2 separate regions of the Mus musculus genome follow, and region 1 is linked to region 2. Evidence: chromatin contacts called from public promoter capture Hi-C data. All regions are on one chromosome and are shown on one strand. The core of a region is the stretch at or near the end of the contact, and the rest is flanking DNA. Distances in the headings are between cores, read along the strand shown.

What was found. Promoter capture Hi-C pulls out the DNA fragments that hold promoters and counts their contacts.
Region 1: a contact with region 2 is called in a promoter capture Hi-C map of liver, with 3 times the contacts expected there. The contact joins the promoter of 1810013A23Rik here to the promoter of Phf1 in region 2. A contact is called at or near these places in 4 of 39 promoter capture datasets (the 3T3-L1 cell line, hippocampal neurons, liver and 1 more) and 1 of 115 datasets of contacts at active chromatin or transcription factors (pancreatic cancer cells).

The regions. Positions count from the first base shown.
Region 1 is chr17:28,270,236-28,277,178 of GRCm38.p6, reverse strand. 1810013A23Rik (RIKEN cDNA 1810013A23 gene) reads right to left here and starts at 5,471. Exons shown (of 3, transcript NR_045427.1): 1 at 5,292-5,471; 2 at 4,935-4,978; 3 at 4,016-4,208. The region is part of intron 2 of Ppard (peroxisome proliferator activator receptor delta); the gene reads right to left.
Region 2 is chr17:26,931,216-26,938,609 of GRCm38.p6, reverse strand. It overlaps Phf1 (PHD finger protein 1), which reads right to left and starts at 5,483. Exons shown (of 15, transcript NM_009343.3): 1 at 5,076-5,483; 2 at 4,242-4,416; 3 at 4,075-4,156; 4 at 3,884-3,979; 5 at 3,456-3,556; 6 at 3,213-3,361; 7 at 2,975-3,070; 8 at 2,792-2,860; 9 at 2,568-2,691; 10 at 2,419-2,486; 11 at 2,219-2,323; 12 at 1,930-2,098; 13 at 1,745-1,839; 14 at 1,476-1,556; 1 more. The coding sequence starts at 4,400. The coding sequence ends at 1,045. Kifc5b (kinesin family member C5B) reads right to left here. Exons shown (of 11, transcript NM_053173.2): 11 at 6,031-6,506. The coding sequence ends at 6,462. It overlaps Cuta (cutA divalent cation tolerance homolog), which reads left to right. Exons shown (of 7, transcript NM_026307.3): 5 at 1-38; 6 at 143-192; 7 at 434-638. The coding sequence ends at 560. Mir6968 (microRNA 6968) reads right to left here and starts at 3,138; the gene lies at 3,071-3,138.

The DNA of each region.
Region 1 (6,943 bases), core at 4,222-6,721, 1.3 Mb before region 2:
AGGAGGCCTTCAGGTTATGGACGTGCCCTCACCCCTGTCTCCTCTCACCTACCAGCCCTGAGCCGGGCAGGCAGCACTGATGCTGAGCAATGACAACCCGGGATTTCACTTTATCTGACCTCTGTCTGGGGGATCCAGCCTGTCAGGAGCAGATGAGAAGCTGGCCAGGGGGAAGGCATGAAAATGACCTGAGGAGACAGGGTGATGGCCAGCAAGGAGGCAGGGCGGGTGAGGGAGAGGGGAGCCACAGGAACTGCACAGCTGTGATGTGGCCATCCATATCTGTCCAGGGGACTATGGGAAGGTTTGAGTTCTGTCTGGAAATATTAGCCGATGACGGGCACTTTAATTCCCTGGGCAGGAAAATACATAGGTGCCGGCTCCACAGTTTCAACGTCGAGACATCAGCAAAGAGCTAATGCAAAGAGAGGGATGGTCAGATAAACAGAGTGCATGCAGAAACACAGAATATAATCCAGCACAAACACGCTTTCTCAGCATACTTAACAGAATACAAATGGCGCCAAGCACTGGCTGCCGAGAAAAATGGCTACAGGACGAAAGGCGGTTGTAGGTCCCCACTGGCAGGGCTAGGTGATCTTTTATGCCACTGCACCTTTTAGCTTGTTGTAAAGAGCACAGGCTGGACCCTCTGCACACTCCTTCTGCTCAGCTGCCACAGTCACCCCTGCTTCGACATGACCATGTGTCTCTTTGCTGGTCCTGCCCAGGCCGTAGTTCCTGTCTCACCTCCTACTGGCCTTCTCTCAAAGGTGATCAGTGAGCCACCCTCAAGGACTTGCATTCTTTCCTGCTTCAACCTTAGCCAGAGCTCCTCAGCCTTCTGGGGTCTGCTCACAGTGACTCACCTGTCCAGTCAGCACTTGTCTCTTCCCTACAGAGTGTAAGTCTGTGAGATGGCTCAGCGGTTGAGAGTGCTGGCTGCTCTTGTGGAGGTCCTAGGTTCAGATCCTGGCACCCACATGGTGGCTCTCTTCTGACCTCTGTGGCCACCACATATATTCTGCCAGACACACAGGCAGGCAAATCACCCACTGGTAGAATGAGAAGTAACCAGAGACCAGTAACCACTCAGCAAAACCCCAGGGAACAGAGCAGGACTAGCTCTGCCATCAGGCAGAACACACAGTGGTCAGCTTAGTTCCCATTACTCACAATCTCCTCTAACTTCAGCTCCGTTGATCTCCCTTTCCTGGCCTCTGAGGGTTTCTGCAGACACACACACACACAAGGCTGAACTGCTGTCTCTCCCTGGGCCTCTGCTTTCAGCCCACCTGACTCTTCTTTCTCTCTAGAGCAGTGGTTCTCAACCTTCCTAACACTGCAACCCTTGAATACAGTTCCTCATGTTGTGCTGACCCCCAACCATAAAACTGTTGCTACTTCATAACTGTAATTTTGCTACTGTTATGAATGGTAATGTATCTAATATGCTGGATATCTGATATCTGACCTCCAAAGGGGTGGAGACCCACAGGGCGAGAACAGCTGATCTAGACTATTCTAGATCCTGGGAACTCATAAGATTACCCAGGGTAAGCCGGGCGTGGTGGTGCACACCTTTAATCCCAGCACTCGGGAGGCAGAGGCAGGCGGATTTCTGAGTTCGAGGCCAGCCTGGTCTGCAGAGTGAGTTCCAGGACAGTCAGGGTTACACAGAGAAACCTTGTCTCAAAAAAAAAACAAAAAACAAAAAAAAAACAAAAAACAAAAAAACAAAAACAACAACAAAAAAATGGAACTAGAAAATATTACATGAGGTAACCTGGCTCAGACAGACAAACACCGTCTATGTTCCCTCTCGAGGCAGGATCTGACTTCTGATTTTTGTATTGTGCACTTAAATGGATGTCATTGTAAGTAGCATCCAGGGTACTGGGAAGGGGAGCAATGTAAGGGGTGGGTGGGGAAGGAAACAGAATGTGTGAGATGTGAATGTGGGTAGGGAGGATTGTGGGGAAGAAGACGGTATGGGAAGCAAGGGGATGAGAGAGAGCACCAATGGGGAGGACCAACCAAAGCTAAGTGTGCATGAATATGTACAAAGAAACCTATAGTTTGTGTGCTGATTAAAGGTAAATACATTTTTTAAATGTGATTTTAAAAGATTAAGAAAATGTGATTATCATTAAAAAGCTCCTGGTAAGAGATGGAAAACCATTTGGTGTCCTTGCTGCACCTGTGACTCTCTGAGGCCCCCTGCTGGCTTCCAAGGACTCTGCACACACTCACAAGCACACACGAAGTTCCCAATAAGGGAGACAACAACCTTTATGTGGAAGTATGTCCAATGGTAGCCCAGGAGGACTCAGGTGGACTGCTATCACTGCCCAGGCCTCTGGCCTGCAAGCAGCGCCCCTGAAGGTCACTCTGGTCTCTGTGCACTGAACCCTCAGCCTGCTGTGTGCCAAGCCTGCGCTCTACCTTGAGTCCCGTCTTCATGGCCCTCCTGCAGGTTATCTAAGCCTGTGCTCCACGCATACTGTCCCTCCCTACACCCTCTATGAGTCTGATTATCCTAACCTCAAACTTCCTCCCAAGTCCAGAACATAGTGTGATAGTTTTGTCAACGTGGCATCATGAAGACTCCCCTGGGAAGAGAGGCTCAGTGAAGGCTGTTTGGATGAGGCTAGCCAGTGGTCTGGCCTTAGGAGGAGTGTCTTGACTGCATAAGAATAGAAGGGAGGCCTCGACCACCGTGGGTGACACCATTCCCTTGGCTGAGTCTTGAATTGAACAAGCACTAGACAAGCTTGCATTCATTCTCTCTTTGTTCTTGACTGTGGACTACCTGTTTCAAGTTTCCGCCTTGATTTCCCCAAAATGATGGGCTATACTTTGGAACTGTGAGCTACAATAAGCCCTTCCTCCCATCAGGTGCATTTCGTCAGGGTATTTCATCACAGCTCCAGGAAGGAGACGAGGCTGGGGGTTTGCCCTTGTGCTGTTTGCTAACCTGAGCTCAGGCAGCTCAACAACTTCATATCCCATCCCCCCTTGCTAGAGAGGTGGGAAGCCAGCGGGACAGAGGAGGAAGCTCTGGTGCCAGGCTCAGTAAAAGGCTCACCCCAGCTCCATCTTACCAAGCTGGGAACTCCTGGGCCACTGTTTGGCCTTTCTGTGGCTCAAGTTGCCCATCTGAGGCCAAGACTAATATCCACGAGCTCGGGATGGGAATTAGTTGTGAAAGACACTCGACAATTTTAAAGATGTATTTTTGTTGCTTTTGATGTGAGTGGGTATGTGTCCATGTATGCCAAAAGAAGGCATCAGGCTCCCAGGAGCTGGAGCAATGGGAGTTTGTAAGCTATCTGATGTGGGGTGCTGGGACTCGAACTTGGGTCCTCTGCAGGAGTAATAACTGACCTCAAGCTCTGAGCCATCGCTCCATCCCTATTTTAACTTTGATTTCTTGAAAGTCTCATGCTGGCTAGGCATAGTGGTGCACAACTGAAATCCTAGCACTTGGGAGGCTGTGGCAGGGGGATCTCTGTGAATTCAAGGCTAGCCTGGTCTGTATAGAGAGTTCCAGGCCAGCCAGAGTTACATGGTGAGAGCCAGTCTCGGAAAGAGGGAGCGAGGGAGAGAGGGAGAGAGGGAGAGAGAGGAGATTGACTCATATAGTCTCATGCAGCTCAGTCCAGCTTTGAATTCACCAAGGATAACACTGAACTCCTGATCCTCCTATCTCTGGCATTATGGACCTGCTGACATCACACGGGCATGCTGACATCACACAGGCATGCTGACATCACACAGGCATGCTGGTACTGAGTGAAGAAGTGAAGCTTGAAGCTCTGCCTATGAGGTGACTCAGTAGGTAGGGCATGACACATGGCACTTGCCATCAAGCCTGGTGGTGCCCTGAAGTGAGCCCACATGGTAGAAGGAGAGAACAGACTCTTTCCTACAAGCTGTGCTCTGACCATCATACATGGGCACAGGCACACACAGAGATAACAACAAACAAACAAACAAACAAACAAACAAATGTACATAAGTAAGAACTTTAAAGAAAAGCATCGGCTAAGCTCCCAGGAGCAGTTGAGGAGGGTGCTGACGTAAGGAAGCCTCAGGTCAGCCTCTGTTTGCTTCTGAGCACACACCTCCTGGGGCTTTCGAGTTCCAGATAAGGGCTGCTTCACTCAGCTCTGGAAAGCAGGAAGTCCCCAAGGCTTTCCTGGTCCCTGAGAAAAGGGACAAAGCGGTTGAGTGGAGAGGCAGCGGAGCAGATGGGCTCTCCCTGCCCTAGTAGAGCACTCTAGAGATGGGAGCCCAACCATGCCCTCCACAGATCTACCCGCTAGGATCCCCCAGATTCCCTTGGCAGCCTGCACGCTCACTCAGGAGGGGGTCTGCGGATGTGACAGAGAAATAACGCCGGAAGCAGGCTACAGGGGTGACACCTGCACACCACATTAACAGGACAGTACACCTCACACACTCAGGTCACACTGGGCTCCTTCACCTCACAAGCAAGGAACCGGCTCGACACAGAATGCCGAGGACACATGCCTCTGTGCACCAGATGTTACACTGGTGACAGGGACAACCTGTAAACACTGGTTCATTCAGGAGTGCTGAAATGCAGGCTCTGAGGTGGCCATGAGCCAGGGGAAGACATCCCAGCACTTTCCCCAGCCTGCACAGAGCAACCTGTTCCTTGCCAGGACTCTCCGGCCTTGGCCTCCAACTCATGAGCTTCCCGGGAGGCCGAAGAGGGAGGACAGCACAGAACAGGCACTCGGAACGCCCAGAGAGCTGACTGTCTTGGTGCTGTGGCAATAGGCAGAGGACAAGGTGGCCCAGACAGGAAAGACAACAAACTGATTCAGCCCTAGCCACCGACTTCTCAACAATAAATGCTCTGGAGGACACCGAGGAGTGCTAGGGACAGAGTCCTCTCTACTCACCCAGGGCTCAGGAGCGGCTTCCTTGAGGATGCGGATGCTGCAAACTGGATAGAGACAGGTCTGTGGGCTGGCTGTGGGCCGCCGCAGCAGAGGCCACTCAGCCAGTCCCGGGCCACTCGGCACTCAGCTGCCCAGCCCTCTTTTCTGGAGGCCTCTACCACAGTCTCCACCCAAATCCTGGGGCTACAGCAGGTGGTAGCTCCCCACCCACCATAACCTGCTTGGCAAGGCCTTCCGCACCTTTCCCCACTGAAGCTTCCTGCTTCTCTCTTCCCCAGGAGTCCAGATCGAGGCAGGGCCTTCCTTATCTACCTGGGATTCACAGGCCAGCTTGGGAACCCTAGGCACTGACCTTACCATGGCTCACAGTCTGCTCCTTACAGCCTGCACGTCCCCGAGGGAGTAGGTGGGGGTTGGAAGGGTGCCTGCAGGATACCTTGGACACAGCCTTCCCTCTAAAAGAGGCTGAGAGCAGGCAGGGGGCCTGCAGCTAGCCCAGCGGAGGGCCTGCTTTCTACCTGAGACTGCCAGGTGCACAGGGCGCTGGGAAACACAGGGTGTGGTGTCCTGGGAGCCCTGTACTGGAGTGACCTTAGTGCTGGCCAACCACATCAGAGGTAGGACTGGCACAGGGACAAGGCAAGACTGTCCCCAAACACAAGTAAGCTTGGCTCATGAGCAGAGTGGCCTGGCCTGGGAGCTCAATCTCACGCAGCCTCGGGTCCGGAAGTGCTGTTACAGTCATGCGAAGAGGCAGCAGGGTTGAGTGGTCCCAAACCCAGGAATACTGGTTCTGAAGGTTCATCACAAAACGCTTCTTTCTTTTTTTTTTTTTTTTTTTTTTTTTGGTTTTTTGAGACAGGGTTTCTCTGTGTAGTCCTGGCTGTCCTGGAGCTCACTTTGTAGACCAGGCTGGCCTCAAACTCAGAAATCCGCCTGCCTCTGCCTCCCAAGTGCTGGGATTAAAGGCGTGCACTACCACACCCGGCTCACAAAAAAAACGTTTCTTAACTGCCATTACTCATGACATGGGAGTGATGGTCGCCAGTGGCTCGCACACGCAGAGGTCAGTCCTTCCAGGCCTCTGCTGGTACTAAAGGCATGGCCTTTAGGTGCCTTCTATACAATGGGATTTCCATTCTATAGTCCTGGCTGGCTGGGAACCCACGATCTTTCCTGAACCTGCAGGTGGCAGGCCTCCTAGGGAAAGCAACCTCCCGCCTCTGAGACAAGGTTTCTCACAGGTCTGGAGGCTGGTGAGCAGGCTAGGCTGGCCGGTATGCCCCAGAGACCCATCTCTCTCCACCTCCCCGTGCTGCGCTCGCAGGTGCACAGCCAAGCTTTTAGTGCAGGCTCTGGAAATGGAACTTAGGCCTTCACACTTCATATCAGAAAATTAAATTAAAACGAGCGTGTGGGGCCCCGTGCCTGAAACGCCATTATCAGCACAGAGATATGGGAAGATCTGGAGCCTGAGACCCTCCTTTGTCTCAGGCATCAAAAAATGAAGGAAGCAGGAAAAGTCAGTTTTTTTTCTTTTAAAATTCATAAAGTGAAAACATTCCTTTAAAATTCTGTGTGAAAGACACAGAATAATTTATAAATTGAAGGGTTTCTGGAAATTTCTGTTCCTTGTTCCCAAATCCTGACAGCCAGGGACTGCTGGGAACCTGCAGTCCTTTAGGCCCTTTCTTATGTGGCTCCAGGGGCAGGCTCCCGCAGGCACGCACGCACAGCAGCCAGAGTCCTCCTCAGGTAGAGTCACTTCCTGGCCCGGCGTGGGTGCTGAGCATGTGTAAACACACTGACCCAGGCACCAACAGCTGTGTGAGGAGACCACACAGGAAGCAGAGCCTGCAGAAGAATGAACGCTGGCAAGGTGGGAAAGGCCAAGCAGGAGGGCTAGTGGGGCAGGCAGAGCCAGTGAGCCGCACCTCGCTGAGGCATCCAGCTCTCAGATAAGGCGCAGGCCGTGGCCTTGGATCCCAGGTATAACACGTGAACCTAAC
Region 2 (7,394 bases), core at 4,234-6,733:
GGAAAGGAAAGATCGAGGAAGATAGTGAGGTGCTGATGGTGAGAAAATTCCCCCCCTGCCTGGCTCCTTTGACAACTCTGGCCCTCTCCTGACACCAGTTCTCTACCCCGTTGGTTGAACTATGTCTGTCTTTGCCCTTTAGATGATTAAAACCCAAAGCTCCCTGGTCCCTGCTCTGACAGAGTTTGTTCGGTAAGAACTTTGAGATTTTCTTTTGGTGGTGGTGGTGGGGCTGGGGGATGAACCAGGCAGGGCCTTGAGTATTTCAGGCAAACACTCTGCCACTGAGTGAGAAGAAACCCCGCTCCCCGCCTCCCCTCCCCCAAGCGCTGAGGTGGACACTGTGTGGTGGAACTTACTGGGGAGTCCAGGGCTGGTGTCTTAGGGGGTGTATCTTTGGGTGTCCAAATAACCTCGCCCTATCACTTCGCAGATCTGTGCACCCTTATGAAGTGGCCGAAGTGATTGCACTGCCTGTGGAGCAGGGAAATCCCCCGTACCTGCACTGGGTGCACCAGGTCACAGAATCGGTTTCAAATTCTGGCACAGCCCTACCATGAGGAGCCCTGTTCCTGTTTTAATGCCCCCTGGCTTCCATGTGATGACCGAACCCCCAATAAATCCTCTCCTGCTCCTGATGCCTTTTCTCTGTGACATGGATGTGGTCGGGAAGATCGAGAGCGCCTCTTGTCAATCTTTCAAAATGACTCATGCCTACTAGGTTTATTTATCTTTATTACAGTCATACAGTCTGGAATCCTGGACCACCCAAACCCCCCCCCCCAATCTCTAATCCCAGGGGTTAAATAGTCTTAAAAAATTATCTCAAAAGCTGTAACAAAATAACATCAAAGGAAATGAGGGGGGGCATTAGGAGTCATGAAGGGGCAGAGAAGAGGACCTCTTCACTCCCCTGGATTCCAGCCTGGGCAGGAGGGAGAACCACTCCCCATCTCTCCAGGTACATCCCAGCTGTAGGTGAGGTCAGAGGTCAGGGCATGAAAGTGCCAGTGTGTGAATGGGGAGGGGAGCAGAAGCAGGCTGTCAGAAGATGCCCCCCCCTCCCCACTCAACTAGGTACTGCACAGAGCCGTCAGGCCGCACTCTTCGAGCAAGGACCCTCACAGGGTCCCCTCGGGACAGGTAGCTAACCCCACCTCGGACTCCTCCCCCAGTCCCCGGAGACAGACTACGGCACAAGGGAGAAGGGGGTGAATGTCTGGAAAAGCCTGGGGTCAGGGCTGGGACCGAGGAAGATGAGGCCGTCACTGAGTGGGGTGAACTTTTAGGGGTGTCTGTGGGGAAGCCAATGTGAAGTCCCAGAGGTGACCTGGAAGACAGAGGACAAACAGTGAGACCAGACAGGCCTGAGAGATGTGGGTGGGTGGCAGGAGGGCGGGCAGGACTGATGCTAGTCTGGGCTTCAGAGACTAAAGCCTGAAAGGAGGGAACTGGTGTCGACGGGATAGACTCACCTATCTGGGGGTTCACTGTCCCCAGAGGTCCCTGCAGTGCTGGCAGAAGGGTGGAAGGAGGCGAACATCCGGATAGGGCTGCTGAGGTTGGGGACAGGCAAGTCAGCACCTCAAGCAGGGAAGGGTAGCGCTCACATACTCAAAGCTGGGTAGAGGCTGCCTCTGCACAGCTCTTTGGGACAACAATCCACAAGTGAAGGTGGAAAGGGAAAAGAGTTGCAGGTGACAGAGTCTGGAATGACTGGGGCACATCTGGACCAGGCACTCACCTGGGCAGACAGCGGGCGTCTGTGGGCCGGAAGTTGTAGCCGCTGCTGCCCTCATAGCTCTGGTTAGGGCTGGGGGGTGGTGGAGACACCGAGGCCTGTAGGAGAAGGCAGTGGGGCTGTGAGGTGACCCTGGGTTTCTTCACACCCCCTCCGGTTTGCCTCATTGAAATTCCCTGCCCGTGTACCTGCAGGGCCCTCTGCTCCCGGGACCCATGCCGACTGTGTGCTGCCGTGGGTGGCCCCAGTTCCTCCACTTTCCCCTTCTGCCTCCTCCTTAAGGGTTCTGGCTCCGACCTCCATCGTTTCCCCAGGGGACGTGAGACCCCTCCCCCAGGGCCCTGCCCTGAAGGGAAGCTGTAAGAGGTCTCTTTATCCCCCCAGCCCCCTCCCAGCCACCCCAGACCCCCATTTTCTTTATATGCACCCTCCAAACAGATCCTTGAGAATTCTCCCCATCCCCCCTGGACCAGTGACCTGGTGGGGGCTCCATCTCCAGTGAGAAGCTCCACAGGAGGAGGGGTCCGAGCATGGAGACCAAAAAGACATTTTCGCTTTTTAATCTCCCTCCCTGAAATGAAACTGGGACAAGGGGAATGTCGGCAGGTCCGTGCTGTAGCAAAGTTCTCCTCATCCAGACTAGCACCTCACCCCTGAGCCTCCCTCTTTTGACTCACCGGTCCTTGTGGCTGTTAAGAGCAGAAAGGAGCTGGGAAGAGCGCTCTCCCTTGGGAGTATCTGAGAGCTGAAGAAGAGGGTAAATGGGTCAAGGAAGCAGACATTCCTTGTCCCTCCCACCCCAGTTCCCACACTTTAGAACCCTTACCTCCCCCAGGAGCAGACTGTCCCAATTCTCAGAGGTGAAGGGGAGGATCTCTCGGTCAAAATCAAAATATTTCTTCTTACAGCAAACGCTGAGGTGGTAGAGGACAAGATGGGCCACATCCACCCTGGAGGAGCATGGAATTGTCAGCAGCATCGGCGCTATCAAAATCAGGGGTCATTAGGGTAACATGGTGGACAACAGAAATGAATCACAACCCATCTCACCAGCGAAGCTGTAACCTCCGGACCTTCTCAGGGCCGCCCCGGCACACACAGCACTCAAATTCATAGAATCTGCACATGGGCCAGGACAGAGGATGCACCTCATTCAGCCCTCTGACCCCGGCTGCAGAGGACTGCGGGAGAGCACAGGTGGACTCCCGAGCATGCGTGCATGTCCTGTCTCACCTGTCTCCGTAGAGGAGGGGCTTGCTCAGACACTGGGTGCAGGCCTCATGGAACCACTGGAGGCAGCTCCGGCACTGCAGCATTTTCAGGTTCCACCTGGAGGGGAGACAGCGCTTGTGGCCCTCAGACAGCCTTCTTGAAACCACAGGGCCCCCTCGCCCCCTGTTCACCCATTTTCCCGGGCTCTGCCACCACAACAACCCCCATCCCATAGCTTGACAACACCCTCTCCACTCACTCTCCAGGGCCTCCACAGTAGCAGTAGCTCTGCTGTCTGTTGCTCAAATGTCCAGCATCCCAGTCCAGCCCTTTTAATCCGTATGGCAGGGAGAGCTTCATGCCCAGCATGGCCCGGGCATAGGGACCTTTCTTCAGTGCGCCTCCCCTCTGCAGAGGGACAGACAGATGGAGACCTCAGAGAGGCAGGAACGGAGGAGAGACCACAGGAGCTTCCCACACAGGGGCAGAGAGGCACCTTTACCTTAGTGGCGATTGCAAAGACACACTGGCGGCATACCCAGGATGCGCCCTCTCCTTCTCCAGGGGCCGGGGCCCTGGGAACGTGACAGTCCTGGTGATAAGCTGAATAAGGACAATGTTGAGGGTAGACCACTGTGTGCATCTAAGTCCTGCTGTGTGTGTTATCCTGACACTGCAGGTGAGTCAACAAGCTTCTCACAGCTGAGGGCCTAGCCCAAGGAAGCACGGTTAAGAAAGGTAATGTAAGCCCCTCAGCTTTGCATGGCCTGGGTCACCTGATCTATGGCTCCCTCGCCCTGTTCTGAGAGATGTGGTGACAGGGTGAAGACTGGCCAGGACAGGAGACATAACTCATGCTATAAGGCAGGGCTAGTGGCAACCCAGAAGACCCAGGGCAGACTGCACCACCTAAGTATCCTGGCCTCTCACCATGGCGACACTTCTCACAGCTGACCAGCCGGTTCCCAGGTACCACGGTCTCAGAGCGACACACACAACAGAGCAGCTCCTCCCCAGGGAGGGCAGCTGTGAGGGAACAAAGTGTCAGGAGGCCTACCAACAACCAGTGTCCCCACCCACTCCAGCTTCTGCTGTCACAGGCTTCAGTCTGAAGGTCTCACCTGGGCTGATATCCTTCCATAGAACCAGAAACTGGGAATCGTCCTCAAACTGGACCAGACACACCTCTCGAGCACTGTCCACCTGGAATGGGTGCCCAGTGATGCTAAAATGGGAATGAGAACTGACTGGAGACTGGGAAGGCAGTGAGATCAGAGGTGGGTCTTACCTTTTTGATGGTACCCAAGTACAGCAGCCCATCAGTCCATCTGGCCAGCACATCTTGGCCTTCCCAAAGCCGAGGTCTGGGGCCTGAGGTGGGAGCAGGGGAAGCTGGATCCCAGAGAGAGGGGGCACCCAAACGGCTCAGCCGGGGGAGCTGCGCCATTGCATCCTGGGGGGGCCTATTCCAAGATAGGATGGTTAGAGTTATGGGTGCTGAGAAAGTTTCCCTGAGCTCGTTGTTTTCTCTTATGGATAAAGAAACCCTGTTCCTGGTGGAGCAGCTCCAACGCCCCAGTCTTCTAATCCTGAGCCCTATAAAGGTGGGTGGCTCTGGTCAGCTTCTCGACTCTACTCTTTTCCATCTCCCCTGCCTCGTTTTGTAGTTTCCCAGCTCCTAGGGACTCAGGTGAAATGATCTTTGCGGAATCAAGGTTACCGCTTAGCTTCACCTTGCCCAGCTGTTTACAGGGATCCTAAATGGGGCAATCTGTTGCCCAGAGATGTTTTGGGAGCTTTTCTGAAGACGTTTCCCGAGTAGAAACAGCTGCCTCCCCAGGCCTGTGTGTCTTATTTAGAACCACCACCCTGGTGCCAGGTGATGTTAGGTCACCCTCAAATTTGGGGCTCTCTGACCCGGGATTAGATAACTTCCCTGAGTGCCCCAAGAGGGGGGCGTGTCCCTGTCCAAGTCTCTACTCCCCTACACTGTCAGTCCAAGGAGGGACTTGAGTCGCCCCAGCACAGACCCTAAGCTGAGACCAGGAGGCTCTCCAACCCTTCTTCCTCACCGACCCCCAGCTCCCTGCCCCCCTCTCCAGGCCTCCCGCCTCCTCCTTACCGGTGACAGCCGGGGCAGCTGGAAGCCAGGTAGGGTCAGACTCAAGAGACCTGGATGAGTCTCCGGTGCGGGAAGACTGAGTGTGAGCGCCGGGGGGCGTGCAGGCGGAGGCCAGGGGGTCCCCGGGCCCAGCCCCTCCGTCCTGGCGGCTCTGGGGCGTATGACGCAGCAGCCAAAGCAGCAGCAGCGGCAGGAGGAGTCGACAGAAGGAGGGAGGAGAGTGGAGGGTGGGGAGCACCAGGGGGAGGAGACGACAGAGGGACGGGCAGGCAGCACCTCCCTCACCTCCAGCGGGCCCGGAGGGCGCTGCGCTGTTGGGGGCGCGGCCGGTCGCGGAGGTCGAGGAAATCCCTGCAGCCCCTTTTTCGGATGGGAGGCTTGCTCTGGGTCAGCAGGAAATAACCTTCTTGGCAGCTAGCCTGCAGGTCAGGGCCGGGCCCCGCCCCATGCCACATCCGTTAGCTGCCCCGCCCCCGTGGCCACTCCAAGCTCCGCCTCCGCACGCGGCACCGCCCTCCCCATTCACGCTGCCTGTCGCCCCGCCCTTCTGCGCACGCGTAACCCCGCCTGTGCGCCGCACCTGGGCACACGGCCACTCCTCCGGCCGCGAGAGCACTGGTGTAGGTTTGCTCCTCCTGGGAGGGAAAGGACAAGGGGCTATTTGGAACTAGTACTGAGTTAGTGACGTGCCCACACCAGCCAATAGGCACTAGGCGGCACGGAACCATGGTTCGAACCGGTGGGCAGGGAAAGAAAGAGATTGTGGAGTGCACTGGCAGTCACACCAGACAAGAGCATTCCTGTTCTGGGCTGGGGCTGGGGCCTGGCAGTCCTAAGAAATTGTTAAGAGGGCCCAGTGCCGAAGGGTAGAGAAGAGGCATCAGGACGGCAAAGTGTGCCCCACCAAGTGAAAGCCCATAGCCTCACTCTGCAAACACATCACAATGGACATTTCTACGTGCTTACAGTATTTATTTACAATACCTTCCTTTGGCAGCTAAAACCGTTAAGTTAATAAAACCGTTTAGAGCTGTAACAAGGGCCGGGCTGGGAAGATGGCTGGGCGGTTAAGAGCACTGACTGATTTTGCAGAGGACCCACATGTATTCCATAATCCCAGTTCTTGAAGGACCTGAAGCCCTGTTCTGAACTCACTGGAGCAGGAGACATGCACATGGTGCATGCATATACACTCAGGCAAAACAACTGCACACAATTTTTTAAAATCTAAGATTAAGAAAAGGATTAACATACAAAAGATTATTCTTTATTACATAATAAATACCCAGTAATATCATGTCTCAACTCCCACCCACCCCCACCGAATAAATACACACTAAAACAGAGACGCATGCGCACTGGCTTGCAAGGGCTCTGGATCCGACTTCACTTCTTATTAGCCTGAGCAGTACCAATGACACACTGGTTCACCTGTGGACAGATAAACAGGGTCACACAAGGTCAAGGGTTACAGATGAGAAGCCTTCCCACTCTGCCCCGTGCTGGGCCCACATCTGAATCTCTGAAGTCTCTGTTATGGAAGCAGGTCCAGCCTGCCCCCTGGAGGGATGGTGATGCTATGTCCACTAAGCCTGGAAGAGACCGGACTGAAAAGACGAAGCTTTATAGTGCTGGCTAGTTTTTATGTCAACATGACACCGGCTACTCCTCATTTGAGAAGAGGGGACCTCAATTGAGAAAATATCCCATCAGATTGGCCTGTGAGCAAGCCTTTTCTTAATCAATGATTGATGTTGGAGGACCCAACCCTAGTGTGGGCCAGTGCCACCCCTGAAAAGGTGGTTCCCCAATGAGGTAAGAAAACCGGCTGAGGAAGCCAAGAGGAGCGAGCAGTAAACAGCACTCCATTATGGCCTAAAGAAGTTACTGATCTGACATCCCTGGACATGGACTAGTTCTTTCTATTTCACCTTGTTTTTGATCATGGAGTTTTATCACATTATTAGAAAGCTAACTGAGACACCTACACAAAAACTACAGTAGCAGAGAGGTCTCCATTTTCAGCAACACCCTGGACTAGACACACCAAAGCACTCCTGTCAAGACATTAAACTCCTTTGAAAACTAGAGCTCCTGGGGCTGGAGAGATGGCTCAGCAGTTAAGAGCACTGACTGCTCTTCCAGAGGTCCCAAGTTCAATTCCCAGCAACCACATGGTGGTTCACAACCATTTGTAATGAGATCTGATGCCCTCTTCTGGTGTGTCAGTGACAGTACACTTACATACAGGAAATAAATAAATCTTTAAAAAAAAGAAAGAGGGGCTGGTGAGATGGCTCAACAAGTAAGAGCACTCAA